Regions from separate parts of the Gossypium hirsutum genome. Here region 2 is linked to region 1. A link is a contact called in public Hi-C data. All regions are on one chromosome and are shown on one strand. The core of a region is the stretch at or near the end of the contact, and the rest is flanking DNA. Distances in the headings are between cores, read along the strand shown.

The links. A called contact is a pair of places that touch in the nucleus more often than the background predicts.
Region 2: a Hi-C map of leaf shows a contact between it and region 1, with 1.7 times the contacts expected there. The contact joins two enhancer-like sites. A contact is called at or near these places in 17 of 34 Hi-C or Micro-C datasets (callus, fibers, hypocotyl and 3 more).

The regions. Positions count from the first base shown.
Region 1 is chrA11:58,249,810-58,256,957 of Gossypium_hirsutum_v2.1, reverse strand. No RefSeq gene overlaps it. Among protein-coding and RNA genes, the nearest start is that of LOC107905644, 10 kb to the right of the region's middle. Within about 2 kb of position 3,022, at least 3 of the 9 cell types and tissues checked have an H3K27ac peak or open chromatin away from gene starts, as enhancers often do. A contact at or near this core is called in leaf, where this site is marked.
Region 2 is chrA11:58,490,521-58,497,668 of Gossypium_hirsutum_v2.1, reverse strand. No RefSeq gene overlaps it. Among protein-coding and RNA genes, the nearest start is that of LOC107898726, 100 kb to the left of the region's middle. Within about 2 kb of position 3,783, at least 6 of the 9 cell types and tissues checked have an H3K27ac peak or open chromatin away from gene starts, as enhancers often do. A contact at or near this core is called in leaf, where this site is marked.

The DNA of each region.
Region 1 (7,148 bases), core at 1,773-4,272:
CTTTTCTTTCTTTCCTTTAAAAATGCCAAATCATACTTTACACATTTCTGAAAAAATAAATATTATTGCGATCTAACAAATGACACGACAATTCAAAAAGCTTGACGCCATGCACCTAATTTTGTACATGAAAATCTATCGTTCTGTAACATTCCAAGGATCATGCGGTTGGTGTATTTTCATTTATCAATAATATTTATTTAAAGTTGGACACATCGAAAATTATATATTATATATATATACAAATGTCTTTATTTATTTTATAATTTAAGTTTATTTGATTTGATTTCAAGTAAAACTTTTTTAATAATGATAAATTTAGAATTCAAATAAATGGTTAAAAGAAAAAATTCACCACCACTCATTTTAACCATTTATTAGTATTTTTTTAATCATATTTTAATACCGCGTAATATATATAATTGATTTTTTGACCATATGATTATTTTGTATTTAAATTTCAAAATGACGGATATTACATTTTTATCCGTATGACCAAGTTTTGGTGGCCAACTGCTTGTCTTTTCGTGCAGTAGAGATAAGAAAGAATAAATTATAATATATATATATAAATATGAGTTTAAAATTTTTTTTAAATGGATGAAAATATTATTTATTTTATTATATTATTAAATTCATATTTAAAATAATTATAATATTTTATTTAGAATTATTAGTTAAAAATAAAATAGAATAGAAGTTGTTATAATTATACATTTAAAAATGATTAAAATTTAATAGATTTTGTGATAATTATACATTTAAAAATAATTAAAATTTAAAGTAAAATTATTAATTAAAAAAGTTGTGCTAATTTTAAAATAGAGTTTTTATTATAATAAAATTGTAAACATAAAAGATAGGGGAAAAAGGTTGTGATAATTATAATTTATGATTATTAATTAAAAATATTTTGACATAAACAAAAATTGTGTTATTTTTATTTTTGTAGAATAGATTTATTATTTAAATAGGATTTTAAGCACATTAATTATCAGTTAATTAATATTAGAATTAGTTGTTATTTTGATTAATATTACTTTGCAATCATTACATCAAGTAAAACTAAATTGTATGTTGAATATGTTAAAAATAGTTTAATTATTATAATATCTGAAAGGATAAGTTAATATAGTTTAATTATATTCAATAATTTAAATAAAATATCATTTTACGCTAATTATTGCAATTAAAAGTACAATATTAAAAGAAACAAATTAAACATTATCATATATAATGTATGTGACATTAGAAACTAATTGTAAGAAACGAAAAAATTAAGAGTCCGATAATTTATATTCATGTATAATAATGTTATATTTAAATTAAATTGGACATGTTAACAAATAACTCATAAAGTATAGATTTTAAGATTTCGCAATATTCTTGTTTTTTTGTATCGTTTATTTTAATTATACTATTCATGTTGTGTGTATGATAATTGTAAAGTCTACTAAGCGTTAAATGTAGTTTAATTATTTTTGGTATTTTTTGACCCACATCAATAAAAACTGAGATTATTGCATGTACCTCCAGCCAAAGGGAACACAAAAATTTTAAAGGGTGTCTAGTTGGATGCTTGTTGATAAATCATTGGAGTTACGTACTTTTTGAGATTTTGGTTGAATTTTGAGATGGGCAGGACCCCCTGGATCTGCAGATATACAAGATCCAATCTGCAACATTTTATTTATTATTCTTCCAAGCATCAACCATAGATTTTTATTAAATTTGTTGTTACTAAATTATTTAATATCAATATGATTATATCTTCAAATGATATAAAACTATACATTTGCATTTACTTTTTAAACTTAGTTGGAAACGTTATTTGCGTGTTGTCGATTGAGTTTTAGTTTATTTAGTATGAGTATTATTATCAATATAGAAGTATATGAGTTTAAATGCGCTGAAGCGCATTATTCTCTTATCTATGAGTTGAAGAGGAGTTATATAATTTTAGGTATTGTGTCAAAAAAAATAGATATGATTAGAAATTATAATGAGATTGTTTAAAAGGAAATAAATTATTTGCATGTCTTATATTTTTTAATATTTGTATTCAAATGAGATATGGAGTTTAAAGATTTCACTCGTGTTTTATCATATTATATATATACACTAAATCATGGTACATTTGTGATGTGGATAAAAAAAACTAAATAAAATTTTATTTTATAAATGATTAAGTTTAAATTTTAAAAATTAAAATATTTTATTAAAATATGAAAAATATACACTCGTTATATTATAAAAGTACATTATTTTTAATAAATTATAACTGAATTGATAAGTAAAGTGAATTTAATTAAGTATAAATGACAACAAATGAATCACTTTTTCCGATGATTTTTTTGAAAAATAAACTCAATTTCAATTAATTGATTCATAACATTTGCTCTTTGATAGTATCTATCGATACTTTCAAGATTTGAAGAAAAAGAAGAATCACTTAATTGCATGACACAATACAATATATATTTAATATTTTTTTATATATATATATATATCCCTTCATCATTTCAACAGTTTCACTATTGGTATATGATGAGGACATGATTGATTTGATTAAATGTCACAAATTGATGACAGTAAAAAGAAGGGTGACTTTTAATGATAACAATACAAGAATATTCCCAAGCAATTAATTTGTTTTAAAGAAAACAGTCAATGATTACTACAGAATTCACCAGCCGGTAGCTTGATTTCCTCTTCCACTAATTGATTTTAATAATTAAAATTAACCTCACTAAACAACCCCAACTTTCTTTTCTAAAAAAATATTAATTAGTGAACCCCCCAAGGATACAGCAATGTTCAGTGAAGAAGATGCATCAAAATTTTCAATCCTTGCTTTTAAAAAATCTCAGAAAATGAAATTCAAATGCAATGCAGAAGACCAAACATGAAATTAATGAAGAAATAGGAGATTGAAATTTCAGATAAAGAGCAACAGGATACAGCCAAAGTGGAAACCCAGAGAAAAGAAAGGGTGATGGGACCACAATTCTACTGATAAAATAAAACAAAACACATTATGACTTCCTTCTGTCGGTGTTGATTAGGAATAGGTGGGGCACCCATTTTTCTTATTTATCCTTATCCCACTCTTATATTTGTGTACAGAAGTCTTAATCTCATGGGTGTTTCCTGCCTTCTTCCTGCCTCTAACCTCATTTTTCACTAATTATTTTTACTAATTCATAATGGTTCTTTTAGTAATTATAATATGAATATATGAAATACATGTATCAAATCTTAGATTTAATGTCAAATAACGCAAATTTATCACTAAATCAATAACATAAAAAGCCTTAGATGAATAATTTTAAAGCAAAATTTAAATATTAAAAAGTTAGAGCTCAATTTCAACTCAACGTGAGACAAATTTTAAATTTTTTAAGTTTGCTCAATCGAGCTTATTTTTGCAGTAAATCCCGTTATAATTGAATATTTTTCAATACTAACTAAAAATAATAATAAAAGTATATTAAAATAATTAAATTCACAAATTATTCAAGACTGATAATTAAATTATTTAAATTTAATTCTTAATGTAAATATTATTTAAGCACAAATTTCGCTTGCGGTAGACGTATGTAGGCTTCTTTAAAGAAAATAGTAGAAATGTTAAGAGACAAATTTTGTGAAAAGGGATAAAAAGTTTGCAAATCTTTAGATAGTGACAAAATTGTAAGCTATCCAACTTTATATGGCTGAAAAGAAGGCATATTTGAATTTTATAATCTGCAGATTCAGGAATACCAAGCAACTGATCTTTTGTGGTGTTAGTGATGATTAAACTTGCACTAATTTGGGAAAATTTTCAAGGCAACAACAAAGTCTACTTGCACTACCAATGGGGAGGCTAAAGAAAGACAAATTAACAGTATTGCCAATTAAAAAGGTCAACAATTCCAAACCGCAAAGTCAAAAGGCAATATAATCAAAATTGAGATTGGGTCACTTCAATCATAATTATTTCTTAGAATATATTTATACAAGGGGGAGCTCTCAAATCATGCATGAAAGCGAATCAGGAATTTATATTTTGTGATTTTCCATCGGATGTTAGTAAATATTTGTAAATTAAATAGGAGTATTTAATAGTGGTTAAATGGAATTGTAGGTTCCAAGTAGTCAATATGGATTTAATTCATTCACTGAAATATAAATCAACCTGCTTAAGTTTTAATCAATTTTTAATGTCTGGTAGGGATGAGCGTTTGATTGAATTGAATCGAATCAAATCAAATAATTTCAAGTTAATTGAGTTAACAGGTCTTATTTTATTATCCTAACTTGATTTGATATTTTTTTAGATCGAGTTAACTAATTTGAAACTCGTGTCGAACCAAATCGAGTGAAATTAAAAAAATAAACATGTCAAAATAAAATTTTGCTAGAGAATAACTACTTCCATGTTAGAGCATATAAATTTGAAAACTTTTGCAAAGCAAAATAAGGGGGAAAAAATAAAATACTTTAGTATGATAAACTTAAATTATTAATTTATTTATTTAGGTCCCAAAATTACTATTATATGTTCTTTAAATTTTTTAGAATTTTTTAATTTTTATAATTTTTTTTTAAAAATATAAATTTTATAATTTTTTATAAATATTTTGATTTTTTTTGTGGTGAGAGAGACTAATTTGCTTATTTTCAAAATTGATAGGGACCAAATGGGTTTTTACACCAATATTGTTATTCGAACTATAAAATTCAACTCGACTCAAACTCAAAACTCGAATTATTTATTCGAATTGACTTGAAAAAAAACCGAAGAACTCGATTCAATTAACTCGAAATTCAAATTTTTTTATTTTTTGAGTAAAATCAAATTTTGCTTACCCCTATGTAATACCTATCAATATCATATGTAAATTACCATTCCCAAAAAAAAATTTAATTAATAGCTATCCACTCAAACTGAAGTAATAAATCAAAACTAAGACTATGGTGCTTTTGGTGATTTTTTTAATGTATATTTTTAAAATATTTACATAAAAATAAATGAAATTTTGGTTAATATGATAAAATTAAGGATTTGATGATTTTAGTGTTTTAGATTTAAGTTTTATCATTTGTAAATTTATTTTTATTTTTAATAAATATTATATAAAAATATAAAAGACAAAAAATTCTTTTAATAATATTTGTCATTTTTAAATACTTTTAAATTTAATTAATATTTAGTTAAGTTGTGAGATTAAATTAGTCTAAAATTTTATGCAAATGTAACGTGTGAAAAGTTAGGATTGTAATTAGTAAAATTTAAACATCAATGAAATCATTACCAAATGAATATTTCGTATTTTTATTCGGTTTTTTTGGTTGTACAATTCAATTTAGTCATCATATTTGCTATATATAAAAAAGCTAGATTAGTAATTTTTATAAATTTTATGAATAATATGAGAAATAAATTCAAGTATATTATTTTACAAATAAAAAACATTAAAATTAAGAATTTATATTATTGGATGAAATGTAAAACAAATATTTGAATATAATATAAAAAGTAAAACAAATATTTGAATATAATATAAATAAGATATGATTTTTTTTCTATTCATAGATAGAAGGAAGTAAAGTATATAAAACATAATCTTGTATGATTATATTTTGTTATAAAAATGATACAAAATCTTTTCAAAGCTATATATATATATATATATTTTTTAATTTCTTCAGCCATTTGTTGATATGATCCATAAATTCATGAGCATGTTGTATATGTATCATTTCGTAATCAAGCACTACTCAACAATCAATTCTTGAATTTTATTTTTCTCAATTCCAATATTTTCCATAATGATATATTAAATAATATAAAAGATAGTAGATATAATAGTAAACAAACCAAATAATTCAACATTATAAATTAATAGTAGTAACTAACTCTAATTACATAATCTTTAAAAATAAAGTAATTATTTAAATATATGTACAATGTTGCAAAATATCAGCAATTCGAAAATAAATGATAATTAATTTTTTTATTATAATAAAAGTTTAAGAAAATAGCATAAAATTGTTGAGGGACTTAAAATGTAATTAGCCCATCCTTTCTTTCTTACTCAGCATATAGATACCAAGTTATCTAATTTGTTACCCATAAGATGTATCAGTTAATTTTAGACATAATGACTTATTTGACCCTCCAACTTTATAAAAAAAAATTATTTTAATCTTCTATTTAATTTTTTTTTATCATTTTTAGCCCTTAAACAACTTGTGTGTTTTTTTTTTGTCAAATCACCTAAAAATAGATGAAAAAGTTAATTTTTTTAACTTCGTTGACATAGCATACAAGTGGATTGTCACGTGGATGACATGTCAGCATTTAATTAATTTTAAAAATTCAAATATATATAATTTATATTTAAAATTAAAAATCATTAAAATTATTAAAAATATTTTTTATATTTTAAAAATTAATTAAATGATGACATGTTATCCCCTCAATAGGTAGCTCATACTACAAAAGTTCCAAAAGAACCAAAATCATCAAAAATAACCAGCTAAATCACTTACTTGAGAGAGGAATAAATGACTGAAAGTTTCAAGCTTCCAAAACCTTTAATTTTTTGTTATTTTCGATGGATAAGAAGGTGATAAAAAAATATCATATCTTTTCTCTTTATTTTATTTATTTATCAATTAAGTCACCAACACCCACCTAACCTTGACAAATCTTGTCCCTATGGTCGGCCAAGCTTCTTTTAAGGGTCTAATTGCACTTTAAATACCTCCAATTATGGCCCTCCAGCTATTTAACACCTTTGGCTAGCAAATCACAACTTTTTCCCTTTATGCGATTTAGTCCTTTTTCGCAATTTGACTCACAAACGTTAAAATTAGTTCACCAAAATTTTCATACACTCATATAATCATACTATAACACCAAAATAATAATAAAAATAATTTGTAGTCCCGAAACCATTGTTCTGACTAAGCCCAAAATTGGGCTGTTACATAGGCTACATGGCCGTGTGTGAAGCCGTGTGGGCCACACGGTTGTGTAAGCCCATTTTCTAAAAAATTTTGCCTATACCAGTTTGACTCTAGAATTCATAATTAGACTTTTCGTAAGGCCCATATTGTTTAATTATGGCATGGAAACAAGATATATGTTAATATGC
Region 2 (7,148 bases), core at 2,534-5,033, 240 kb before region 1:
TTCTGGATCATCTTATTCAACTTATCTCCTGCAGCTTTCGGCTATGGCGGCTTAAGCTCCGATGGGTGAACCAACATGAAAAGGATGTAGACCAGCTCTTGACGATGAGCCTTGAGTGCGACACAAGGAGGAATAGACAGATGCAAGTTGAGTTGTCTAGGAATAGTATTCTCCACTTGTTTCTTTTATTTTTCTTTTCTAAACGCTGGTGATTACTTTTTATTTCATGTTAGTATGAAAGTACACTTGATTTCTGGGTTAAATGTTCTTTTATTCAATCTTGCTTCTACGGATTAATCTTTCGGTTTGAATGTTTTTAGCATGGAAGTGTTATTGTGGTCACTGACACTAGAAGGTGCAGTGACAGTTCAAGCTAACAAGCATGACAATGGAAGCTGCTTGAGGATTAGAGGAATTTAATCCACGTGTTCTTAATAGTGTTCCATTGTCATCATCGGAAGGTGTGTCTAATGTGCATGTTTAATTCTTAGATTAAATATAGAAGTTAAGCTTAGTAAGATATTAATTGCAGTTTAATGCATCGATAATCACCTATCTTTTTTACTTTGTGAGCATTTAGCATTCTGGTGAATATTCACGTTGGGGATCCCAGCTTCTCACTATCATATTTTATCTTATTATTTTCAAGTTATTGCTTCGACAACTACTCTCACAATTTATCTCATTTTATCTATTTATTACACTGACATTAATAAACAAAAGACAACCATCCTCATGGGATCGATATCCAACAGACTCATATCTGTCTACTATACTTGCATCAACAGTATATGCTTGCACATTATTACTGTGACGTTAAACAACGATCACATGTTCATTGTACGAGTCAAAAGTGGGCCTCCCATAGGGTTTTTATGGTACAAATTCGGTTGTAAATCACGATTTCTGATGTTTTGTTTGCATTAAATATGACTTATGTACACATGGTTAATATGTTATATGTTAAGTGTGATCTATATTATGATAAGTATGAGCTATTATTCATTAAACATTATCTGAATCTGTTATTAAGCATTTATGTCATATACATTTTTTACATCTGCTAGTTCTGCATGAGCATTGGGGGTGAAAATTATGTTTATGGAGGAAGTATAGGTAGTTTAATCTATCTATCATATCTAGTGGCTCAGCCACATTATATCTGTATTTGGCGGTATAATGCCTAATGATCAGGCAGCTAGGCTACATATATTCTAAAAAGTGACATACAGTCACTTAGCAATGTATAGGGCTGGATGGGTATTTAATATCCATATGGTGTGTAGGGATGGTCGAAGACGATGTGTAGTGGATGGGGGTAGGACTGCAAATTTGCATTTGCTATATTCTGATTCTATTTCCCTATATGAAATATGTCTGATTGAAATCTAAAAGCATGTCTGAAATCGAAACTATTGATTTCATTTTTATACATTACACACTGAGCTCGAAAGCTCACCTCTGTTTGTTTACTTTCAGGTAACCCCCAAACCTAGGATGGGTCAGTGCGATGGGAGCTCGGTTAATTTTTTTGTTAATTATGCTAGTTTAATTTGGTTTACACTATTTTGGGGTTGGTGGATTGTTTCAGACATTCAAATTGTTTTGTTTTGGACTTTAAATCATCCATTTTAAACATTTTACTCATTTTAAACTTTTAATTATACTATCAACAAAACGTTGGATTTTCAAAATTCAAACAGCGATTTCCAAACCGAATTTAGCTAAGAGTACCACTGTAATCATAAGTGCTTTATAAATATAAAATGAATTCTACAGAAATAACAAACTGAGTGAGAGAGTTATTTTCTTTTAAAATAAACTGGAATAGTTTTGTATCAAAAGCTTACGCTAATGTTTCAAGCCAATTGGATTCTGGGATTTTCAGAAGTGAATCATGATAACTTCTTCAGATCTAGTTATAACGTCTAAACCGAGTTTGAGGTGTTATAAACAATATAATAATATTTAAACTAATAATAATCTAAAATTTTACAAATACTAAAAGATAAACTTACTCAATGATTTGAGGAGGTTGAATATTATAGTTGGGAGAATGGGAACATTTTTTCCTTTTAATTCAAAGGTTTTGCGTGTTGGGGAGTAAATTGATTGACATATGAAACTATCAATGTATAAGTTTGTAAAATTTTTAATTAATATTTCATTTAATCCATTTGATGTTTCCAAATAGCTTTCAAGTGATCTGATTTTTGAATTGCAAAGAGAAATGTGCAAGCTTTATTTTTGGCATGCCATTGCTGCAAGTGTGCAAAGATTCTTTGCATACCAAAGCGTTTTATTTGATATATTTTTTTCCACTTTCTCTGTGCAAGTTATATTTGATCCAGTTAAAGTAACTAAAATGAAAAAAAGAAGTTGACACCTTGAGAGGACTGACTTCAAAGTCCACACCTGCATGTCACAAATTTTATTGAAATCGGTCCCTCAATGTGCCAACTTCAGCTGGTTGGCTAAATAGATGAGAAACACTGCTACATTGTTAAATAAATTTCTAACTTGTATATATGAAAAAAAAATGCCTCTTCTCTCACAAATTTCGTCATCTCTCTCTCCCTCCCCCTTTTTGGTGTGTTTAGTATTAGTTAAAGCACTAAGGAGGTTTATGTATTATAGTGACTAAACTAAATTAGTATCTTTATTAATAAATAGATCAATTAGTCCCTACACTAATAAAAAGAATAAAAACAAGTTCATATTGTAACAGAGTTAACATTTTTTGCATAAAAATGTCTTGAAAATTATTTTGTTTCAATTGTAGTTCAATAACAAAAGATTTCATTTATAAAACCATAAAAACTTTAAAAATATTAATTCAATTAAACATTAAATGATATTTTTAAAGAATAAATGTTAACTCTATTTCAATTTTGCCCTTATTTTATTCTTTTTAATCGTATAGAGGATAAATAGATCTATTTAATAATAAAGAGACTAATTTGTTAATATCTCTATAATAGAGGGACCTTTCAAATACATACATCGCTTATTGTCTGAGAAAACTGGAATCTAAAAGGCTTTAATGCATAAATCGGTACATGAGTTTGACACTCTTTTCTAATGTAGTACCTATGTTATTTTTTGGTTCAATGAGGTACACGTATTTAACAAAATTTATACATTTTGGTACTGGATAATAATAATGTAAGTTTTTTAGTGTTTAATTTCGATTTTAGAGTTGATTTGATGAATATCCATAATTAGCTAATAATATTAATAACTAACTTTCATCAAATCAAACCCAAAACTGAAATTAAATCACATCTATTGGACTGTATTTGAGAAAGTAAACGGAAAATTAAACATATTCCCGATTAGTACTAAATTTATTCTATTAACAAAGTTATAAAAAAATCAAAATTAATAATATTAGCAATTAACTTTCATGAAATCAACTCTAAAACCCGAATTAAACTCTAAAAAGTTAACTTCATTACCTTTGAGCAATGGCGGAGCCAAGATATTAATCTTGGGGCCAAGTTAAAATTAGAAGTGCTATGTAACAGTTGATTTAAACATATAAACAATCGATTCAAAAGAAATAGTATTCCAACATGACTATAAGACCCAATTTTAACCCGGGCTACACATACAAAAAACCAAAATTAAAATAGATCATCAATTGAGTCCATTTACAAATAAACCCAAAATAAAACCGGCCCAATTTCATTAAACAAGCCCAATAAAATAGACCCCTAACCCAAAATCAAAGCAGGCCCGGTAGCCCATCTCTTTAACAGTTTTCAGGAAACCCTAGGGGAAGGGTCCTTTGCGCCAATACTGCCATCGTGACAGCTTCCACACACGCAACACCAGCACCTCCATGCAAGACCCCCGTGTGCTCCGCTCCATGTTCGTACCCACTCCCCACATTACCCCTCTCCACCTGCAATTTGAACAAAAAAACAGCAAGAAACCATTTTTATTTGGCTATGAAGCCTTCAAATTTTGTTGGTATCTTTTTTTTTCTTGTTTTTTTTAGGGAAATTGTACACGAAATACATACAAAATCAATAGAAAGCAATCAAAATATACTTCAAAGGTGATTTAAGGTCTCGTTTTTCTTTCAATTTTATTTCTATTTTTCTTTGATTTTTATCTACTGTGTGTAAACAATATAAAAGAGGGAGACTCACCGTCGTACTCACTCTGTGGGGAGGGCTTCGTTCGTCGTCGGATTTTGGGCTATTATAGAAGGGAGGAAGGTGAAGGAGTTGAGAGATACTCCAAGGCATTAAGGGTTTTCTTTTAAAAGAAAGAACAAAAGTTTTCTTTAAAAGCAAAAAACAAAGGGTTTTTAAGCAGGTTTAGTTTCAAGTGAAAAATGAAACAGTGTTTTGGGGGGGGGGAAGAGCTTGACCATGTGTTTTGGCCATGAATGGGGGATTTGCGCAATTGGTCCCCCACTTTCGCACTAGCTTTCGACTGGCTCTATTTGCATATTATTTGTTTTTTTAAAAATAATCCCTGAAATTTCTGTGTTGTTGCAATTTAGCCTGCACCTAGGTGCAACGTTTTTGAGGGCTTGGGGATAATTTCCAGTTAGTCCCTCTCTTTCTCACGTGCATTCAATTCGGATCCTCTTGTTAATGTGATGTTTAGTTTTTAGATCTCAGATTCTATTTTAATCTCAAATTTGTCCCTGTTTTGATTTCTTTGTTTATTACTTTTCTGTTTTATTATTATTTATTTTAAATCTTTCTATATACTATTCATTTCAACTATTTTTCTGTTTAATTTCTTTTATGTATATATTATTTATTCACACATATATATATATATATTATTTATTCACATATATATATATATTGTTTGGTATATCATCTATATTGTTTTGTTATTTTTTTACACTTATATATATGTAAATATTTCTTATATCATCATTTTTGAAGTGTTGTACATTATGTTTTTTTGTATATATTATTGATTTTATATTATTTTGTGTATATATATTTCTTCTAAGAACCCTATTTTAAATTGTATATTTTATTTATTTTAAATATTTTTATATACAAATACCTTTGTTTTTTATATATATAAAATGTTCATTTCAAGTATATTATTTATTTAAATTGACAAATACTATGTTATATATTACTTACTTTTTTTATATACATTATGTATTTTGAAATTTCATCTATATATTATTATTTCATATATTATTTTTATTTTTATTATTTTGATTTATTTCTAATTTTCATGTATGTTACTTTAAGATTTTTATATATATTTGTTTGCTGGCATATTGATGATTCCAAATTGCATTTCTTCTAAATCATCTATTTTATTTTAAAATTTGCCATATGTTGTCTGTGTTAATTTGCTTGGAATTTCTTTAAATTTATTTTTAATTCATTAGCCTTCAAATGTATATTAGCATTTTTATAATATATGGTATGTCGCCATTGCATGTGCCCTAATTTGTTCCTTTGTGTTTTTTTTTTCATTATTTATTCATGTCATATTATTGTTTTTACCCTTAAACAAACCAAAACAAGTGTATTTCGATTTGGTTTTTATAATTGTCTAGTGGAAAATTTTTCAAAACAAAGACGATGTTAGATGTTTTGGAAATTCGAGAAATCGTGCCCTAACGTGCTGAGTTTCGATTTTCTGTTTGTTCAAATAATCGAAGATCCCTTTAAAATTTCGTTTGTGTTTTCTAAACTTCAAAACAAGGCAATGTTCTATGTTTGGAAATTTAAGAAATCGTGCCCTAATGGGTTTCGATTTTTCGTTTGGCCAAATAATGGAATACCCTTTTAAGATTTCATTGCGTGAGGTGATCTCAGTTTTGGAGGTTTAAAATATCGTGTCCTAACGTGCTGGATGTGGTATTTTATTTCTTTGGAACGAGTGAATCTTAAAATCCAATTCGAATTGTTCATACATTTTTAAAGGAATCGTATTTTAATTTTTTTCTCCCCTTTCAAATTTTCAATGGTAGGACATTCAATAATCAATCGGTACCAATTTTGGGCGTCACGAGGGTGCTAACCCTTCCTCGTGCGTAATCGACTCTCGAACCCTTTTTCTCAATTTTCGTAGACCTAAAATTATTATTTTCATAAATCAAATGTTTTATTAAAATGATCAATCTCAAGGTGATCTGATTACACCTCAAAAAAGGTCGGTGGCGACTTCATACCTCGTTTTAAAGTCGATCCCCATTTTTTTCAAACTTTCAAAAATGGTTTCGACAGCTTGGCGACTCCACTAAGGACCAATAAGAGAGTCAAACCGTAAAATTGATTATTTTCTGTCTTTTGTCGAAAATTTAAAATTTAGATTTTAACATACGATCCTTTTATTACATTTCATGGGTTTTATGGTTTTTGTCATTTTATTCGTGTTTTGCATTTTGAGTTTTTTTATATCCCTTCGCTTCATCTTACATGACCGTTGTGGTCGCACCTTTTTAAGTGGGAGTGAGAAACTATGCCTTCGTGAGGTTTTCACCTCCGCATAGGCTAGTGGACTGCTTCTGGGATACATCCGTACCTATGTCTTCGTGAGGTTTTCACCTTCGCATGGCCATAGGGAAATGTATTCCCCTGAACTGAACTTGATCCACATGAGCCTATAATGGGTGAGGGTTGAGGTATCTGCTAGTTCAGGTACCATTTTCTTAGAACCGAGCCACATATAGTGAACTCTAAGAGCCTGCCCTAGATAGAGCTATGTTGAACTCTAATGATTACCCAGTTAGGTGTTTAAATTGTTTTCTATTTGCTTAAATTTTTATTTTTCGATACTAACTTGTTGTGTTTTGTTGTGATTATGTTCTGCATGTCATTTCATATTAAAGAGGTGTCGATTTCTGTTCAGTTGCTAAATTAGAAAGCTTGTTATGGAAAGCGAATTCCTTGATAAAGTAGAGGATAATGCAGTTATCCGTATGTGGTCAAAGGAGATGCAACTTGAGAAAGGGGATAGCCTAGCTGAGGGGTATACATCGGGGTTGTCAAGCTTCACTCGCATCAATGTGAGCCAAAATGAGTTCCAGGAATTGAGGGATATATGGGCTCGTTGGGATGATAAGACCAAGCAGCTATTCTATCAAAGTTATGGCGACTTACTCTACCTGCTCGATATCAAGGTGGACAAGTACTTGTTTATGGCTCAGT